2 separate regions of the Ovis aries genome follow, and region 2 is linked to region 1. A link is a contact called in public Hi-C data. All regions are on one chromosome and are shown on one strand. Each heading gives the region's core, a stretch centred on a gene start, on an enhancer-like site or on the middle of the called end of the contact. The rest is flanking DNA. Distances are from core to core; before and after follow the strand shown. Region 1 holds the start of KCP (kielin cysteine rich BMP regulator). Region 2 has its middle 24 kb from the start of TNPO3.

Region 1 (3,167 bases), core at 354-2,853:
TGGCCTGGGTGGCTGAAAGGGCTTCTGGTGATTGCTAGTCCAGTGAAGCAAGGGCACAATGTTGCTCACTCCCCAGCCCCCGACTGCCTCCACCAAAGTGGGTTGGAGAGTCTGGTCCGAAACCTAAATTGTCTTCTTTTGTCCAAACCTGCTTTGTCCTGAGTTCCCTGGCTTGGTTAATGCCACCTTTGTGGTGCGTGCTAAGTTGCTTTGGTCGTGCCTGACTTTGCGACCCCGTGGATTGTAGCCCACCAGGTTCCTCTGTCCATGGGATTCTCCAGGCAAGAACACTGGGGTGGGTTGCCATTTCCTCCTCCAGGAGATCTTCCTGACCCAGAGATCGAACCTGCGTCTCTTAGGTCTCCTGCATTGACAGGTAGGTTCTTTACCACTAGTGCCACCTGGGAAGCTTGATGCCACCCCCACCTACCTAGAAATCTGGGGCTTGGTTGCCCTCTTGGTACCCCTCCCAAACCCCATCAGTCTCTGGTCTCAGCCGGTTATCCCCCCACCCCATCTCCCCAGCTCCACTCCTCTCCCCTCTTATCTCCACTCTTGAGGCTGAAATCTCCCTGCCTCCAGCTGCTCCTCTTCTCCTGGCACAGTTGGTTTAAATCCCACATCTGAAGGCAAATCCAAATGTGACCTTTCCCAAGTGCCCGTTATCTTTTCAGCCTACTCTCCTACCCCCCAACACCCATACCTTGGGAAGGGTGTCATCACTTGGAATGGCCCTCTGTCCTGGTGTGGGATCCAGCTCCCTTCCCGGCCCCATGAAGGGTGGCCAAAGGTGGTCCTGGTATCTTACACCCTTCACCCCAGCTCTACACCCCATGCCCCATGATTCCTTCTTTCAGGCCACAGCCCGCCTGCTGAAGCAAACACAGTCAGGGGGTCAGGAGAAGCTGGGGTCCTCTGGGACCCTCAGGGAAGATCCGGCCAGTCTTTCGCCTGGAGAGACCTGCAGAGAAGAGCTCCTGGTTGTTGTGCAAAGCCTGATTGCTCCCCATGGAACTGTCCTCAGCTCCCCTCCCTTCCCCGCCCCCACCCCTGCCCGACACAATCCATGCACTGACCCCTCTATTCCTGCCGGTCCTGCTGGAGGAAAGCCAGATACAGACACTCAAAGCCAGTTCCCATGGCGGACCTTCTTTTTTTTCCCCTCCGTTCTCGAGACAAATAATTAACTTCAGACTCCCAGATTCCAGGGCAGCCTCTCCCCCACCGCTGCCTGCAGGAATTCCTCCCGAGGCCAGAGCAGGAAGCCCCCTCCTGCTCCGGGACCCCGGAACCCCATGCCATAGTCTCCGTGCTGCCGCCCCCACGTTCGCTCCTCCACCGATGGGGAGGACTCAGGCCGGCTGGAGAGGTGAACATACCGCAAGGCAGGGCCCCGGGAGGCAGCCCCCTCCCAGCCCAGCTGTCCCCTCAGACTGGGCTGAGCAAGAGGTGAGGTCCCACCTGGCTGTCCCCAAACCCTCAGCACCCCAACTTACCTCGGCCGGTCCCTGGGGCCAGTGTCCCGCTCGTGAGCTGCAGAATGAGGGACAGCAGGACGGCAGCGGCTCTGGCCATGCTCGCCCCGCCTTGCTGACTGTGGTCTTGGCTCAGCAGGCACTGGGAGGGGGGGTGGGGACACACCAGGCCGCCTCCCACCCAGCCTTTGTTCAGGGAGGGCTTCTGGTGTCTGTCATCCAGGCCTGTGGTGCCTGCCTCCCTCATGGCACCTCCACCCGGGGCCCCTAGGCCCCATCCTGACCCAGCCCTGGATCAGAGGTGCAGGAGAGTGCCTGGGGGGGCCAGAAGCTGGAAGCAAGTGGGGGTGACTTCTCCTGCATAAGGTCCAGGAGCCAACCCTAAAAAAAAAACCCCACAAATTCGTCACTCTCGGGCTCTGGGACCGCTGGTCTCCCTGACCCTTGGGTCACTCTGCCACCCTGGGGTTCCCTTCTTCACCTGTGTATAGGAGAAGCAAAATGAGCTGGGTTCAAATCCCGGCTCAGCCAACTCCACGTGCCCATAAGCCTCTAACTTCATGCCTCAGTTTCCCTATTTGTAAACTGGCCATAATATCTACTTGTATAGACTTGCAGTGAGGACTAAGCGAAACTATGGAGATAAGGAATTTAGGGTAGGGTAGTGGCTGGCACAGACTAAGTGCTCAGTAAACAAAGGAAAACAAGTGGTGATGCTCCAGGTCTCCAAAGTCAAGGACTCCTGGTTTCCTCCTCCTCTCTCCACCTCTGCATTTCTTTCCTGGACTCTACCCACCATTCCCATCTACCCTGATAGCCCCAGGTTGGGCCCCAAATGCCAAGACTTTCCTTCCCCAACCCATTTCCAGATCTTGGGCTCAGGCCTGGCCTCGGGAGGGGGGCGTTGTGAGTCCAGGCAGGGGGCCGGGCTAGGCCCTGGGCTCTGCAGGGGGAGGGGGAAGAAGGGAGGAAGTGAGAGACACTGGTCACGTGGACCTCAAGCCTGGGAAACTCCTTGGTGCAGCTGGGAAGCAGGGGAGGTGGGAATGGGCCCCAGCTCACAGGCCAGGGACATGGAGGGTGGAGCCACGAATCCCGCCATAGCAGTCGTTCCCTCCCCCTGCCCCCTACCCCCCCAAGGGAAAGGTATGTCTCCTCCCCCGCCCAACGCCCCCACCCTGAGTGTGGACCCCTGAAAGGTCCCCAGCAGATGGCAGCAGGGGACAGGGAGGGCAGCTATGGGCCAGTACTGAGACCAGGCCTGGCTAAGCCTGGAGCCAGGCTCCCGGGAGCAGAAGAGCGCCAGGGCCAGCTGGCTGGAAGAGGAACGAGGAAGTGGCAGCTGTGCTCCCACCAGGGTTAAGGAAAGTGATGTCTGTCAGAAGCAGGGCCCCGGGAGGCTGGGTGGAGGAGAGGCTAAGAGCAGACTCCAGGTCAGTCCAGAGTCTGATGCTCTCTGCTGTGACCTCAGACAAGTCGTTTAACTTTCAGTGGCTACTTTTTCTTCTCTGTGGCTCTAATGGCACCCACCTCATCGGTGTGTGAGGCTTAGTAAGTTAGCTGGGAAGAGGACTCAGCACAGGGCCTGGCACATAGGCATTAGGTCTTATCGCTTCTCCTCTGGGATGTCGGTCACCCCATCATTCCCGCTTTACAGATGAAGAATCTGAGAAGTCAGGTAAGTCACCCTGG
Region 2 (3,461 bases), core at 20-2,519, 140 kb after region 1:
ATTCTCACTATTAGTTAGTGTTAGTCGCTCAGTCATGTCCAGCTGTTGGCGATCCCATGGACTGTAGCCCTCCAGGCTCCTCTGTCCATGGGGTTCTTCAGGCAAGAATACTGGAGTGGGTTGAATCCATTTCTTTCTCCAGGGGATCTTTCTGACCCAGGGTCTCCAGCATTGCAGGCAGATTGTTTATTGTCTGAGCTACCAGGGAAGGCCCCAATTCTCACTAAAAGAAGTTGCAAATGATAACAGGTGTTTTTGTTTTGTTTTGTTTTTTTACTTTTAAGCAGGTCACTTTACAATCAAACATTCGTAGAACTCCCATAGCACTTCAAAACTCTAGGGCTCTCAGAAAAATGAAGGCTACTAGTGTGAGCTCAGGGTTCAGGGTCTCAAATTACAAGGATGATGCAAACCAGCTGGGTAACCTTCGGCAAGTCAACTGAAGTTCGTCTGTTTTGTTTCTTTCACTGCAAATTGAGGAGGCTGAACTAAACAAGAACTCAGCATTCAGTGTCTACCATTATCTTCATGTAGTGCAGGGGGCTCTGTGTGTGTGTCTGTTTAAAAAAATTCAGGTATCTAGCCCAACCAGTGGACCCAACTCAATAAATCTGGGGTAAGGTCCTGTCTACATTTTAAACAAGCACCTAGCTGATGACAGTTATGCTGGTGATCCTTGTGCATAATTTGAGACACAAATGAATAAGTGATCTTTTAGGTTCCTTCTGGCTTTGCTTTGTGTGATTTATATGGAGTCGGAAGGGAGAAGTCAGAGCTAGATCATGGGGAAGGGGGAAAAGAGGGAAAGGGGAGGGGAAGATTGCTCAACAGTTAGGGAAAATGTTGATGGGAAATCTTTTCAAAAAGATCTATTGTATCAATATTCTCCTTTTGAAAGTCCCCATGAAGCTGGTCCATAGAGACTTGGACTCTGCAAGGAGTTGTTGCAAAGACTATTTTCCACTCACCTGCAGGAAAAAAGCACTCCTGAACTTCCTAGCCCCGTGCCCTACCGTTTGAATACACCAGAGAGTAATTACAACGTGAAAAAATGCTTCCTTGCCCTCCAACTCCTCAGCTTCCTAATAGCTCGCTTGGGGCAGGGCGGGCCAAAGCAGGATTTGCCCATTTGGGCGCCTCAAAACCAGATTAAATCCAGGCCATTTCCCCAGAGCTCAGGGCAAAAATCCTCTCCATTCTCCTCCGGTTGAGACCCCAGCTCAGTGTAGCAACACCGCCCTCTTGCGGCGGAGAACGGGACTCTGCCTGTTGGGGAGAACAAATGCCGGGGGCAATACCGCCGAGAAGGCCCAAAGTTCCCCTGGGTCAGAGGGAGCAGGTGAGAGAAGGAAGAAAATAAAGATATCACCGTTTTTCCTCATTGTCTCTTTCTACTTTACAATTCCTTTCTGCCTCCCCAAACCAGTCCTCCCACTAACTCTAGTATTACTCGTTGAGTCGTGTCTGACTCTTTGTGACCCCATGCACACAATGTGTCTGTCTTGCCAGCTTCCTCTGTCCATGGGATTCTCCAGGCAAGAATGCTGGAGTGGGTTGCCACGCCCTCCTCCAGGGGATCTTCCTGACCCAGGGATTGAACCTGGGTCTCCCGAATTGCAGGCAGATTCTCCTTGCCCTCTATTAATAATTTATTTTCCTAATGCTTTGCAGTATACAAGATGTTTTCACAAACATCTTGTGTGATCCATTCTCACTTCCTTTCACATCATCCACCCACCTGATTCCAGAATGAGAAGGAAAAACTGGAAACTAACAACCTATGTAAATGCTCTTCTTGTATTTTGCATAAGGGTGAACCTGACCTTCCCTTATTGTTTAATTGCAGGACCTTGTAGCTGACTTTGGCCCCTGTAAGAGCCCACTGAGTGACTGAACTGAACTGAACTGAAGAGCCCGTTAACTTTTTTCTGCTGTGTGGTGACAAACGGAACCTTAAACACGCCAGGACTTTTCTCCACAAGGAGATAAAACAAATCATCTGACCAAAGCAGCACAGCGTAAGTATAACAACTATTTTTTTATTTCAGCACTCTTTAAAATTAATCAAATTAACATAGACATAGAAAAATGCACAAATCATAAGTATGTGTGTGCTAAGTGTCTCAGTTATGTCCGACTCTTTTTGACCCATAGACTGTAGCCTGTCAGGCTCCTCTGTCCATGGAATTCTCCAGGCAAGAATACTGAAGCAGGTTGCCATTTCCCCCTCCAGGGGATCTTTCCAACCCAGGGATCAAACCTGCATCTCCTGTGGCTTCTGCATTGGTAGGTGGATTCTGAGGCACCTGGGAAGCCCTATATATATAGGGAGTAGGAAATATATATATATATATATATAGGAGTAGGAAAATGGCAACTCACTCCAGTATTCTTGCCTGGGAAATCCCATGGAGAGAGGAGCCTGGTAGGAGTACCGTCCATGGGGTCACAAAGTTAGACATGACTGAGTGGACTTAACGCACACACACATATATAAACTTAAAAGTATATATGTATAACTGAATCACTTTGCCATTTACCAGAAATTAACACATTATAAATCAACTATACTGTAATTAAAAAAAAAAAAGAATGCTTCTGTGAACATTCCCCTACATAGCTTCCACATAGCTTTTGGGAAATAAAAGCCCACATTTCTGTTGGCTTTAACTAAAAGTGGAATTGCCTGGTCGTGGGATTGCTTTCACTGACACTGCCAAACAGATTTTCAAAGTGTTGTAGGTGCTAATTTACATTCCCACCAGCAATGTTTGAGAGCTTCTGTTGCTTCGTGTTCTTGGCAACGTTGATAGGTTGTTTTTCATTTTAGTCATCCTAGTAGGTGGGTAATGGTATTGCCTTATAATTTGAATTTACATTTCCCTGATGACTATTGAAGTTGAGCACCTTTTCATGAGTTTATCAGCCATTTGATTTGGATATCTTCTTTGGTCAAGTGGCCTATTCAGTGCTTTTAGGCAAACAATTTAAAGCCGAAATGTCCTTGTACTGAGTGATAAGAGCATTATTCACTAGTATTTCATCCCCTCAAAGCATGTACTGTCCATGGGCTATACTGAGAGATAGTTCTTACTTTTGTGTAGCATTTACATGATGTCATTTGGTTAGTACAAGCTCTCTGAAGAGCAGAAGGTAGTGCTTGTTTTACAGAAGAGGAAGCAGTTTCTGGGAGATTGTGAATTGCTCAAAATAAGTGGTAGGATCAAGATCCTTGACCAAGGTTTTGCTGTTTCCTGGCCAAGTGCTCATTCTACTACGATAGTTTAATCTCCCCACCTGTTATAACAAATACTTTGTATTACTGCCCCTCTTGACCATGACGAAATTAAATCTACAGATAATTTCAAATGATAATCAGTATGCTACTCCTATGGTATAAAGGAGAAATAAATGAATAGTGGTTTATAGTAAATAATTGCTATTAATTAATTACCAATAAA

The links. A called contact is a pair of places that touch in the nucleus more often than the background predicts.
Region 2: a contact with region 1 is called in a Hi-C map of liver, with 4 times the contacts expected there. The contact joins the enhancer-like site here to the promoter of KCP in region 1. A contact is called at or near these places in 11 of 16 Hi-C or Micro-C datasets (blood, hypothalamus, liver and 5 more).

What each region holds. Positions count from the first base shown.
Region 1 is chr4:94,572,214-94,575,380 of ARS-UI_Ramb_v3.0, forward strand. KCP (kielin cysteine rich BMP regulator) reads right to left here and starts at 1,604. Exons shown (of 48, transcript XM_042248800.2): 1 at 1,497-1,604. The coding sequence starts at 1,575.
Region 2 is chr4:94,713,887-94,717,347 of ARS-UI_Ramb_v3.0, forward strand. No RefSeq gene overlaps it. Among named protein-coding and RNA genes, the nearest start is that of TNPO3, 24 kb to the left of the region's middle. Within about 2 kb of position 1,270, at least 3 of the 54 cell types and tissues checked have an H3K27ac peak or open chromatin away from gene starts, as enhancers often do. A contact at or near this core is called in liver, where this site is marked.